Linked DNA regions of Lactuca sativa: region 2 is linked to region 1. A link is a contact called in public Hi-C data. All regions are on one chromosome and are shown on one strand. Each heading gives the region's core, a stretch centred on a gene start, on an enhancer-like site or on the middle of the called end of the contact. The rest is flanking DNA. Distances are from core to core; before and after follow the strand shown.

What was found. Hi-C and Micro-C count contacts between places; a contact is called where the count stands out from the background.
Region 2: a Hi-C map of leaf shows a contact between it and region 1, with 8 times the contacts expected there. The contact joins the promoter of LOC111910591 here to the promoter of LOC111896208 in region 1. A contact is called at or near these places in 3 of 4 Hi-C or Micro-C datasets (leaf and seed).

The regions. Positions count from the first base shown.
Region 1 is chr8:198,078,638-198,085,062 of Lsat_Salinas_v11, reverse strand. LOC111896208 (calcium-dependent protein kinase 26) reads left to right here and starts at 1,886. Exons shown (of 8, transcript XM_023892223.3): 1 at 1,886-2,100; 2 at 2,588-3,380; 3 at 3,486-3,629; 4 at 3,713-3,865; 5 at 3,961-4,076; 6 at 4,273-4,440; 7 at 4,524-4,748; 8 at 4,999-5,432. The coding sequence starts at 2,618. The coding sequence ends at 5,121.
Region 2 is chr8:198,693,329-198,699,541 of Lsat_Salinas_v11, reverse strand. It overlaps LOC111910591 (monosaccharide-sensing protein 2), which reads right to left and starts at 4,609. Exons shown (of 6, transcript XM_023906418.3): 1 at 4,481-4,609; 2 at 3,882-3,984; 3 at 3,204-3,770; 4 at 2,157-3,118; 5 at 1,892-2,079; 6 at 650-1,274. The coding sequence starts at 3,960. The coding sequence ends at 830.

The sequences.
Region 1 (6,425 bases), core at 637-3,136:
CTCGCCGAGTGGCTCACTTAACCCGCGACCCAAAATATGCTCCTACTCGTCGAGTCATCCCACCTACTCGACGAGTTGCCTTCTGATCTTGAGGTTTTCCTTTCCTTTCTAGGTCTTTTAAATTCGGGGTGTTACACAAAGATGACATGATATTTACTTACTTCTACCTAGGTTGGTACATATAAGTGCTAACAGGCTCTAACACTTCACATTCACCACATTAATTAACCCAAATAAGCTCTTTAATTAACCCTAACCTTACTAACCTAACCTAAAGAAGCTTTTAGTATTAAATTGAAAGATTACATTAAGTGTGATGTGAATGTTTCCAACAACACCCTACCCCTCACAAGTTTGGAAGCGTAAGAGTGTGTGGATAAGATTTACACTAAATTCATTCAATGGAAATCAGTTTAGTGCTTGTTACTTAGTCCAATCCGCAATTATAGATTTTGCAATTAGATAACTTGAATGACCTAACCCTGATTCAAATTATCAATAAGAATTACAATTATAATAAAGCATTCGATTAAAACAAAATCAAATTCAATAGATAGAAATTGAAAACAAACATCAAATCATATGATTGAAATCACAACTAAGAAGTCAAGACATAAAGTTGGAGAAACTAGGGTTCTAGACACACATGGCTAGAACAATCAACAAGTTAAAAAAAAGATGAAATAATCCGCAATGAAACTTACAAATCTAATGACAAAATGTTTCCAAATGATTACAATCGAAAACTTGTATTAGTACTAGAAATCACCATTCTCTAAGGGCTCTGAAATGAAGTGTAAGTCTAAAATGTACCAAAATCCTAAGATAGAGTAAAAAGGAAAAACCGCCAAAAGGCAGTTATAGGACCGAACAGGGCTTGTGTTGAAATAGGGTAAATCAATTCGACCAGTGTCGTGTAGAAAATGACTTGCCGTCTTCGGGACTTCTTCCAAAGTACATTGCTCAAAATTGCATAAATGGATCAACACAACCCGTGTCAATATAAGCTAAAATGACACGGTCCGTGTTCTGCAAGGTCCGTCTTTGCTTCTAGGCGAAAACTTGATTTTCCAACCTTTTTTGTTCCACGTTTGATCGTCCCGATACCTTCACCTGTGCTTCCCGCCACCTCCCAAAGCGCGTTTCCACCTCCGGATCACCTGAAATGAAGTGTAAGTTTAAAATGCACCAAAATCCCGAGATAGAATAAAAAGGAAAATTGCCAAAAGGCAGTTGTTGGACCGAACACGACCCTTGTTGAAATAGGGAAAATCAACACTGCCCATGTCATGTATAAAATGACTTGCCATCCTCAGGACTTCTCCCATAGTACATTGCTTAAAACTACATAAATATGCAAGTAAGATTGTTCCAATAAATAACAATACTTTTAATGAAATGAATATAAAATGAAGTAAACTACACTAAATCGATGCATAAAATGGACAAAAATATGTGCAAAAAGCACCTAATACTACGCTAGCTTCTAGCATGTACATTGGTTAACATGTCGCTCATATCCTTATCTTTCGGTAATAATATGTTACTTTAATGACTAATTGTGGAAAAAAAAACATTAGTGACCGATCTGAGATAAACACCAATCTTGGCTATTGTACAATATCAACTTTCCATCTTAATATAACATGTCAAATGTTTAGCCTATTTTATATATATATATATATATATATATATATATATATATATATATATATATATATATATATATATATATATATATATATATATATATATATATATATATATATATATATATATATATATATATATATATATATATATATATATATATTTTGGTGTTTCTGCAGGGCTTATGGGGATTTGATGGATAGTTTGAGGTAGTCATGTGTAATATTGTTGTGGATAGAGGAAGTTTAGAGGGAGATTGGTGAGCAGTAAGCTGGTCAGCACCCATCTTCCACCACCTCCTCCGTTCCTTCTTGGCAACAACACTGGAGTTTCCTACTTTTCATAAATTTAAACTTGTCAACACCCATGCTAGCTGTTCATCCGCTAATCATCATCCTTAGTCTTCTTCCTCAACCTGATCGCCGTTTAACTTTTACATTCGTCCTTCAGGTACTTTACTAGATCTATACCTCTTCTAATCTTATTACTTGCAACTACGTACTTGATTTCATCGATTTCTTCTGGTTGCTCTCATCTATTTTTAAGTCTTTCTCGTCATTTAATTTCATTTTCTCGTATGGGTTTTGCCTAAAATCAACAAATTTGAAGTCTTTCTGTCCATTTTAATAGTTTCTCATCTGTTTTTTTTTTTTTTTTTTTTTTTTTTTCCTGAAATCAACAAATTGAAATCTTTCTGTCCATTTTTATAGTTTCTCATCTGGGTTTTGCCAGAAAATCAACAAATTTGAAGTCTTTCTGTTGATTTTCAGCAAGTTCGCTCAGATTGGTTTTTTCTTGTTTAATCAACAATCTATTTACGATGAACTCAAGATTACTTCTCCGATCTGTTGGCAGATCTTTTTATTAAGAAAAAAGACGAAACTTTTCTTGAGGTGTTACATGTCTAATTTGTACGACTTGATACCTCTTTATGCAGCAAATTTGATGAGCAGAAGTTGATCGCTTTATGGGCAATACATGCCGTGGATCTTTAGGAACAAAACACACAGAAGGCTTTAATAAGCCCGAAGACCATTCAATCGCTACTCAAAACCCTTCTTCTGCTTTATCTAACAACTCTTTAGATTACTCACCCACCACCTTGATCAATCAAAACCTCATATCTCAAGAATTTTCAAAAGAACCCACTCCGAAACCCCTCCCTCTTCCCAAAAAAGACACCACCATAACCATGAGTCGCCATGGAACCTCCAACCAAGCTTACTACGTTCTTGGCCATAAAACCGATAACATTCGCGATGTCTACACATTGGGTCAAAAGCTAGGTCAAGGTCAATTCGGTACTACCTATTTATGCACTGAAATCGCAACAGGGATAGATTACGCTTGTAAATCGATTTCCAAAAGGAAGCTGATTTCAAAAGAGGATTTGGAAGATGTTAGGAGAGAGATTCAGATAATGCACCATTTAGCAGGACACAAGAATATTGTCACGATTAAGGGTGCATATGAAGATCCTTTGTATGTTCATATTGTCATGGAGCTTTGTAATGGTGGAGAATTGTTTGATCGGATCATTCAAAGGGGACATTATAGTGAGAGAAAAGCTGCTGAATTGACAAAGATTATCGTTGGTGTTGTTGAAGCTTGTCACTCACTTGGTGTTATGCATAGAGACTTGAAGCCTGAAAATTTCTTATTGGTTAACAGAGATGATGATTTTTCACTCAAAGCAATCGATTTCGGTCTCTCAGTTTTCTTCAAACCAGGTATATTATAATATTATATAGCAATACATAACCTGAAACTTGTAAAATGCCTAAATCTTTATATCTTATTATGAATTTGGTTTTCTTTCTTTCTTTTTTTTTTAGGTCAAATCTTTACAGATGTAGTAGGAAGTCCATACTATGTTGCTCCTGAGGTGCTTTTGAAGCATTATGGTCCAGAAGCAGATGTATGGACAGCTGGAGTGATACTTTACATACTGCTAAGTGGAGTGCCTCCATTTTGGGCTGGTATTTGTTATAAGCAATAAGCACTAGTTATGGATTTTCTTATCAGGAATGTTGACTTTGACTTTGACTTTGACTTTTTGTAGAAACACAACAAGGGATATTTGATGCTGTTTTGAAGGGAGATATAGACTTTGATTCAGACCCATGGCCTGTTATATCTGATAGTGCAAAAGATCTTATTAGGAAGATGTTATGTTCTAGGCCTTCAAATCGCCTAACTGCTCATGAAGTTCTTTGTATGTTGACTTTTTACTCAAAATAGTGTAAAACTAATTTTGATATCTTAAAGATTATGTTATTGAAAAGTGTAATATGAATTATTTGCATATAGGTCATCCTTGGATTTGTGAAAATGGTGTTGCTCCTGATAGAGCATTGGATCCAGCTGTTCTTTCTCGTTTGAAGCAATTCTCTGCAATGAATAAGTTGAAGAAGATGGCTTTACGTGTAAGAACATGTTTGACTTTGCTATTTCTTGCATTTACTACTTTCTTATATGATTTAAACATGACTGATGATATTATTGGATTAATAAAAAAGTAATCTTGATTCTTGAATCTTGAATCTTGAATCTTGAATCTTGAATCTTGAATCTTGAATCTTGAATCTTGAATCTTAAATCTTGAATCTTGAATGTGTTTAGGTTATAGCTGAAAGCCTATCAGAAGAGGAGATTGCAGGATTGAGAGAAATGTTCAAGGCAATGGACACTGATAACAGTGGTGCAATTACATTTGATGAACTTAAAGCTGGATTAAGGAAATTCGGTTCTACTTTAAAGGATACAGAGATTCGTGACCTTATGGATGCGGTAAATCTTGAGTTAAAAGTTCAAAAGTTGTACACGTGTCAAGTTGTGTGGTGTTTGTGCTGACATGTCATGTGGTTTTCCAGGCTGACGTGGACAACAGTGGGACAATAGATTATGGTGAATTTGTAGCTGCTACAATTCATTTAAACAAACTTGAAAGAGAGGAGCATCTTGTTGCAGCTTTTCAGTATTTTGACAAAGATGGAAGTGGTTATATAACGGTTGATGAGCTTCAACAAGCTTGTGCAGATCATAACATGACTGATTTTCTTGTAGAAGATATTATCAGAGAAGTTGACCAAGATAACGTAAAGTCAACATTTTAATATACAATCCTATACTATTTTTATGAGCTTATTCAAACCAAAAAGCTCTTGACTTTTTGCAAAAAGCTTTTTCAAATCAAACCTTTTCAAGTTGCTTGTTAATTGACAAGCTCTTCCCATGAGCTTTTTCAAATCAATCCATAAAAAGCTAATTGAAAAAGCTCCGAGTTTTATTGGTTTTTGGGGAATTTGAAAGAAAGAATGATGAGATTATGTTGTGATTATTATACAGGATGGAAGGATTGATTATGGGGAATTTGTGGCAATGATGACAAAAGGAAATGCAGGAGTCGGAAGAAGAACAATGCGCAACAGTTTGAATATGAGCATGAGAGATGCACCAGGGGCTCTTTAATTTAAGTATGTCTGCAAAGGTGGTGATATTGTAGATTGTACAGCTGGCAATGGAGGCTTCAAGGCTATGACTTAAGTGGTTGTGCCGCCGCCACCCACCACCATGAGGGAGGAGGAGTTGGGTGGCAGTGGATGTTTAATGTTTGAGCATTATTATTTGTTTTATGTTTGTTGTATTACTTGAAAGGATATGTAAGAACTTAATGAGTGCACAGTTTCTTGTTTGTTGTTATTATTGTTCAAATTCTTGTGCGATGACACTTCTATTGTTTTTAATTTTGATAGGAAACAAAATCTACTAAACTTTGTGCCTATGCTTCTTCATGTGTTTTACACTTGATGATAACTTGTGACTTGTGAGTTATTACACAAGAAACCAAAATCAAAATGCTCATCAAGATCTGTTCATAAGCCTGCTACTAAGACTAAGTTTGATTCGATCAGATTCAAATTGTTTGATACCATATTTAGAAGTCTTTGATCTCGTGTTGACTCAATCAAACTTCGACTTTGGGGTTGGTTTTTTCGTTTTTTTTTTTTTTTAATAAATCACTTTTGACCACTTCTGGTTGCGTCACATATAACACGCGTAACACTTGGTCTTTCATAGTTGTTTGTTTTTGGTTTTGACAAGACAGAACACTTGACCTTTTACAATTGTTTGTTTTTTATAAGATTTATGATTTAAAACTGTTGCGTGCGTGCTGCACGGCGATGAGCCCTCATCTTCATACCACTTCTCATGTTATTATTGAAAGTAGTTTTGTTTTAATTTTTTCACATGTTTATTATTTTAATAATATTATAAAGGATATTATAAACAATTCAAGTGTACTTTACATAATTTCAAAAGTGTTTGATAACCAAATAATAATAAATTATGAAGGTGATCACAAAAATTACCAAATCTATTGAAGCTAACCGAAAAAATAACCTTCATATTGGAAAAATTAACAAAATGAATATGTTGTTCGATAAATTAACAATTTTATTTATTGTTATTTAGTAATTATTATGTTCGTCTTTAAAAATCATATCATCATGATGATTCGTATATTCAATTTGCATATGATTAAAATTAAATAAAGTTTTGATTTAAAATTATTTTTAACTATTGTATGGTTAATTTCAGGTTATTTCAGCAGCCTACAGACATTAAAAAACAAACAAACTTTTTATTGCAGTTTGCAGACGTTTGATCCACCTCTTCTGCCGCAGATGGTTTCTGATGCGGTCTGCAGACTACATCATTTTAGCTTCGAAAAAACAAACAACACCTCAATCGACAACTATCAAACTGCCACT
Region 2 (6,213 bases), core at 3,360-5,859, 610 kb before region 1:
AACCCATAATAGCAACTTATTTATATTTTTTAACAAATAATAGCAAATACATTACCTATAATAAAAACATAATTTTATCTTTTATACATAATAGCAACATATTTACATATCTTTTCCATTAAATATCAACATGTAACAAATAAAGTAAATTGCCAATATGAGTAGCAAAATGCAAGTATGTTGCTATCTTGACTAAAAATGATGTACATTGTTATAACAGGTAAAAAAGGACATAAATGCATTGTTATTATGGATAAAAAATAAAATACAATATGTGAAAATGACAAAAACTCTTAAGTTTGTTAGAAATGTACAAGTTTACCCTTTTGCATATTTCCTCTTGCGTATTTTTGTTTCATTAAAGCTAGAGTACGCTTTTTGCTGGTTTAATGAACATTGCTGTCAAACATAATAGCTTTAATGAATCAGAAATAAACAAAAAGGTAAAATTAGAAAGAAAAAAAAAATTGCAAACCTCCGACTTTAATGAACCTAAAATACGTAAAAGGATAAATTCGTACATTTCTACCAAACTTACTTTTATATCATTTGCCCATACATTACTTATATAATCTTTACCTATAACCATAAACCACAATTCTACTTAAAGATTTTATATAAAGGGGTAAAAGTTGATGAGACAAAAAGATTTTCGGGCCTAAACTTGGTGCATTAATTTAAAAAGGGAAAAAATACAAATGTTAAAAGACATTTGGTACAAAGCTATTACAACATAAACAACTAAAAATTTGAATTTTTCCATTTCAATCACAACAAAATTTAAACCAAACCAAAACACACGCGCGCGCTCCAAAAAACGTCACCGAAATCAGTTACCCTTTGCGGCCGCAACCTGTTTTGCACCAACTGCAAAGAACTCGGTAATAACTTCAAGTGGCATTCCTTTTGTTTCCGGAACCTTCAAGAACACAAACACCCACGCGATCACACACACAATCGCGTACAATCCAAAAACACCCGAGAGACCAATGGAAGTGAGAAGAACCGGGAGTGAGTATGTCACGATGATGTCACATATCCAAAATGTAAGGGCACAAATGGCAATGCAAAGTCCACGGACTCTTGTTGGGAATATTTCCGCACATAAGATGTTGGGAATTGGGCCAAAGCCCATCACGAAAGTACAAAAGTACACCACCACACTAGCGGTTGAAATGGCGGCGTTTACTACACTTCCAAAGTCGATTACACTTCCCACCACCAAGATTACGAGGGTTAAGATTAACACCGGGATTGTTGTCAATAAAAGAGTCCTACAAATTGCAATAACATAGTTTTAAAGATATTAGAACATGAAAAAGACTTGTTGGGTATCATTATTCGTAGCGTCTTTACTTTCAATTTTTTTTATTAGAGCATTGTACTTTAAAAAATTCTTACGAAGAAGACGTTCTACTTTAAAAAGTCAACATGATTATAGCATTTTACTTTTAACTTTTTTCTGAATTTTGTACTTTGAAAAACGTACCCAATTATAGCAGTGAAAATTGCTTTGTATTCGGATGAAATTGCTATAATCAATAGATTTTTCAAAGTTTGATGTTGTGATAGAAAAAATGAAAGTAGGATGTTATAATAAACGTATTAACGAAAAAATATTGCTATTTCTTTCATTGAACCCAATGTAAAATAACAAAATGACATTTTGTCCCTTGAGACCCCGCTTGTTACACATGACAAGACAAGACAGAATAAAATAAGACTATTGTGTACTGTGTTTGACGTTAGATTAGATTGATGTGAACGGGACAAAAATTTCAACTTTTTGTCAAACTCAAAAAGGTGGGACAAAGACTTGCATCAAAACTTTTGTTTGTGTAAAAGACGTTAATGCCCTTTAATACAAAATTTCAAGAAAGTAACTAATTACCTTCTTCCAGAAATATCCATGAGCCTCATTGCCACAGCAATACAAGGAAGCATCAACAAAGTTGTAATGCAACTAATAAGAAGAGACGATGAAGTCGAACTAATTCCCAAATTTGATAAAAGAACACCAACACCCGCTTCCTCAAGAATCTGAGGCGTGTAGTAAAGAACTCCATTGATGCCCGAAAACTGCAAATAACAAAAAAAAATTTAAAAATTAAAAATTCAATAAACAAAAAAGTTTCCAAATTCCAATTTATATTTACCTGTTGAAGTATCTGAAGCCCAACACCAACAAACAAAGCATGTTTAACCCCGGGCTCAAAAAGATCCTTCCAACTCGTTCCTTTCATAGCCGCTTCAGATGGGTGCACCATAGCGGGTCCCACCGGGTGCTGATCCACAAGATCCTTAGAATAAAGCGCGGGTTGACTAACCAAAGCCGCCGCCTGAAAAACATCACCGGCATCCGCCGCCATATCACCGCCAGCAACCGAAATCAACGACCCGCGTTGCGACCCTCCGATCCCGGTCCCGCCTTCTTGATGCAAATAAATCCTCTTAAACCCGCCTTCCTTTTTACCATCTTGCCCTTCTCTTTCCGTCCACTGCCACGCCAGCTGCCACCCGCCGCCAATTCCAGTGCTGCTCAATTCCCCGGCGTTGTTTCCGACCACACTACTGTTTCTAACACTTAGAATGCTTCCATGTGAAGCCGGTTGAATCATGTCCTTTTCTAAACTTGTGGTTTGTCGGGAAATCAACGGGGAGTGGAGATTATCATCAGAATCGTTATTCCCGCCTCCGACATCGGAACCGGAATCATCACCACCATCTCTACCGACACTCTCTTCATCCCAATCTTCATGTTTAGGTTGGTTTCCAGTGACACTAAACATGCTCCCAAAATGTGGGAACAACATGCTGCCTTTGCTACCATGCGCATCTGGAAGCTTTTCATGGACACTTCCGAAGAGGGTGACAAGTGGGTCCATAAGTGGGACGCCACTAGGGTTTATAGTGCTTCCTTGACGAGATGCAATTCCGAGCATACTTTGACCGGTGACAGGTCGAGCGATCCATGAAACCCCAGCGTCATGACCGTATAGTTTGATTTTAGCAGCTTCGTCTTGTTCGTGTTCAAGATCATTTGCAGGTCCGATTATGTATTCTTCGATGGAGGTTTCACCGCCGACTCCAAGACCTTCCACTAGTAACGCCATCTCACCTGTCAAATCGGGAAAAAAAAAATCAGAAAGTTTACAGATGTGATGTTTCGTTACGAAAGATAGAGAATTGGTGAAATTGTTAACCTGAGACGTCTTCTTTGCCACGTAGCCTCTGTAAGACTTGCTTCGCTTCCTGCATTCGACCTTTGCTCACGAGCCACCGGGGAGATTCCGGCAAGAAAAAGATGGTGAGGACGAAGTAAACTAGAGAAGGGATTGAAAGAACGCCGAGCATCAATCGCCAGTTGGGTGATTCCATTAATGACATTCCGAACACCATACAGTAAGAAAGGAACATCCCGCCGGAACCTGTAAACTGCGGCAGAGTATTGAGCGAACCTCTGATTTCCGGCGGAGCTGTTTCGGAGATATAAACAGGGACAAGAGTGACAGCCAATCCGATCCCCAAACCATCTAGTAGTCTAGCTAATAGAAGGATGTAAACGTTGGGTGACCAAAGCATGACTAAACCGCTAACGAAGTATAGGATAGAAGAGATGATGAGCATCGGTCGTCGGCCATATGAATCTGCTACTGAGCCGGAGAAAGTTGTCACCAAGGTCGCTCCGATCAAGGATGTGGCCACGATTAGACCTTCGATTGTTGGTTCGCTTTCCAATTTGAACTCTTTCTTTATGTACAACACAGCCCCTAAATCGCAAAACAACACCGATTGTTTGTTAAATTATACTTTTTTTAAGAAGAATTTTGAGATTTGGAGCAATGGATCAATGAAGATCTGGTTTTTTTTAAGTAACTTACCGGCGATAGTGGCGTTATCCCATCCCTGAAGCAAGTTACCAACGGCGGCGGCAACGGCAACTAGCACAGCTCCGCTCATCTTCCTAACTTCTTCTCTACTACGCTGTAGATGAAAGTATCAAAACCCCAATTCAGTAAATCGACAAAAGAAAACACACACAGAGACACACAAGTAGATAGACACAAAATAACAGATCAAGCGATCAAATTGCGATAAACCCATCTTGAGATAACGCTATATGTGATGTCTACTAACGTTTAAATAAGAAAAAAGAGATAATTTAGGGGATAGATATGAGAATTGAAAGGATTCGCAAAAACGTAAATCCAAGATTCATGTCTGTTTGAAGACGATGAATCTGAGATTTGTTTCAATTACCGGCGATTTGTGATATGAATAACAAACGGTGCAAATCTATGGTGATTAGATGAATCGTTTTATCTCACTTGAGAAGTGATATGAGTGAAGTTGAGCTCACTGGGTTGTGTGCATTTGATTCAGATTAAAAGGAAACAAGAAAAGGGAATCAAAAATTAATGATTGAATTGTTATCAATTATATGTATAGTGGGGAAATAGTAGGAAAGTAGAAAGAATACCCCAAATTACTAATCAAACAAATACTTGCTTCATTTGAATGTAGAAAGAAAACTTCGAGAGAGAAGGAGAGAGATACCGTTGTTTGGGTGAGAGTCCAAGACTTGTCTACTTCATGTTGAAAAACGTCTCGATCAGTCGACTAGAAGATGAATTCACTATTCAGGGACTAGAATGGTCAAATGGTTATAAGTTGAGGGAGCTTTCTGAAAATTTGAGTGACTTAACTTAAGTACAGTTCTTTTTGCTCCGCTGGCTGAACGACACTTAAAGTGTTGGCGTCAGCAATCTTGATGGTACACAAAATGGCAATGTTACAAAAATAGTCCCCTGGGATATTCAATCATCTACATGGGTTAGTCGATCATTTACACATTTTGTCATTTGACAACTACTTTTGTAATAATGGTCCTTCATGTACTTTGGCATTGGTGAGCATGAGAGGTGGACATACCCTTTTTTCAAATCAAACTGGATTGGTTTTAAAACCGGTTAGTGTTTTTCCTACGGTAAGAAAACTAGTTTGATGCAAAAGTAATGCAGAGTAAAACCAAGTTGAGGCAAAACTAGTTTAGGGGCAAAAAAAGTTCAAGCATATAGGACAGCTGCAAAATCGGTTGAAAGCAAGATCAGGAAAGGAAGTGTTTGGATGTAGTTGTATCAAGGATGAACATAGGTTAGGAACCAAAGCGAGAACTGAAGAATCAGGAAATGAAGAACCGAGAACCAGACACAATACCCCAATTCCAATTGGTTCCAGTTTGGTTATACAAGTAAGTGTGTTCTTTAAAGATGTGTTTGGTTTCAAACCTGGCCCGAACCGAACTAAGAACCGATTTAGAAGGAAATGGAGAACCGAGAACTGGATTGAATACAATGGTTTCGGTCTCAGTTTTTTCCGATCCCTTTGCACATCAAATGCTCATCCCTAAGTTGTACATACAACTACTTGGGTTTTTTTGGATTTTTCGGAACTTCTAAACTTTTTCAGTAGAAAAACCAAGGAAAGGGGTCTACTTTAACAATATTATTTCACAATGTTTATTTTGTTTGTTTAATAGAGGTTATTTCCTCTTGTAGTGTCTTTATTTTACTAGCATCTTGCTAGTTTTAATAAAAATTATATTATTACACTGTTTTATAGAAAAATCTCAAATCTCAAACTGGTAAAGTGGCGGTTCAATTTTAAATTGAATTAGTTTGTATAAAACTATTTTTTTCATAAATCCGTCGGATTGTAATTTCGTTTTTTTCAAACCGTTTTTTTGTGCACATCTCGTAGAGAATTTGAAGGATGGAAAGGTGTAAGAATAGAAAATATTTTGGCAAATCGACGTGAAATTATAATGAATTTGTCAATGATCTAACGAACACACATTTTTTCTTATTTATGTGGTAGTCGTTTTTTTTTTTAATTATATAACTTTTGGATATTTATAAAGATGACCATATCGACCAAATCTTAGTCTTAGTATATAGTATTAAAGGATATGATTAATTATTTCCTCTTTTGCCAAGATAACTATAGAGTCCATTTATTTTTTTGGTGAACGGCAAGATATGACATAAAATTGTATGAAATCTCTTATTATGAGTCTACTTTTCAGAATGTGCATTTTGAACTTACTATTTTCGACATAGATTATATTTAAAGTTGTCTTAACATTAGCTAGACACATATTCCAAACATATATTACACATTGGTTTTGTAGTAGCATTATCTTCCTACACACGT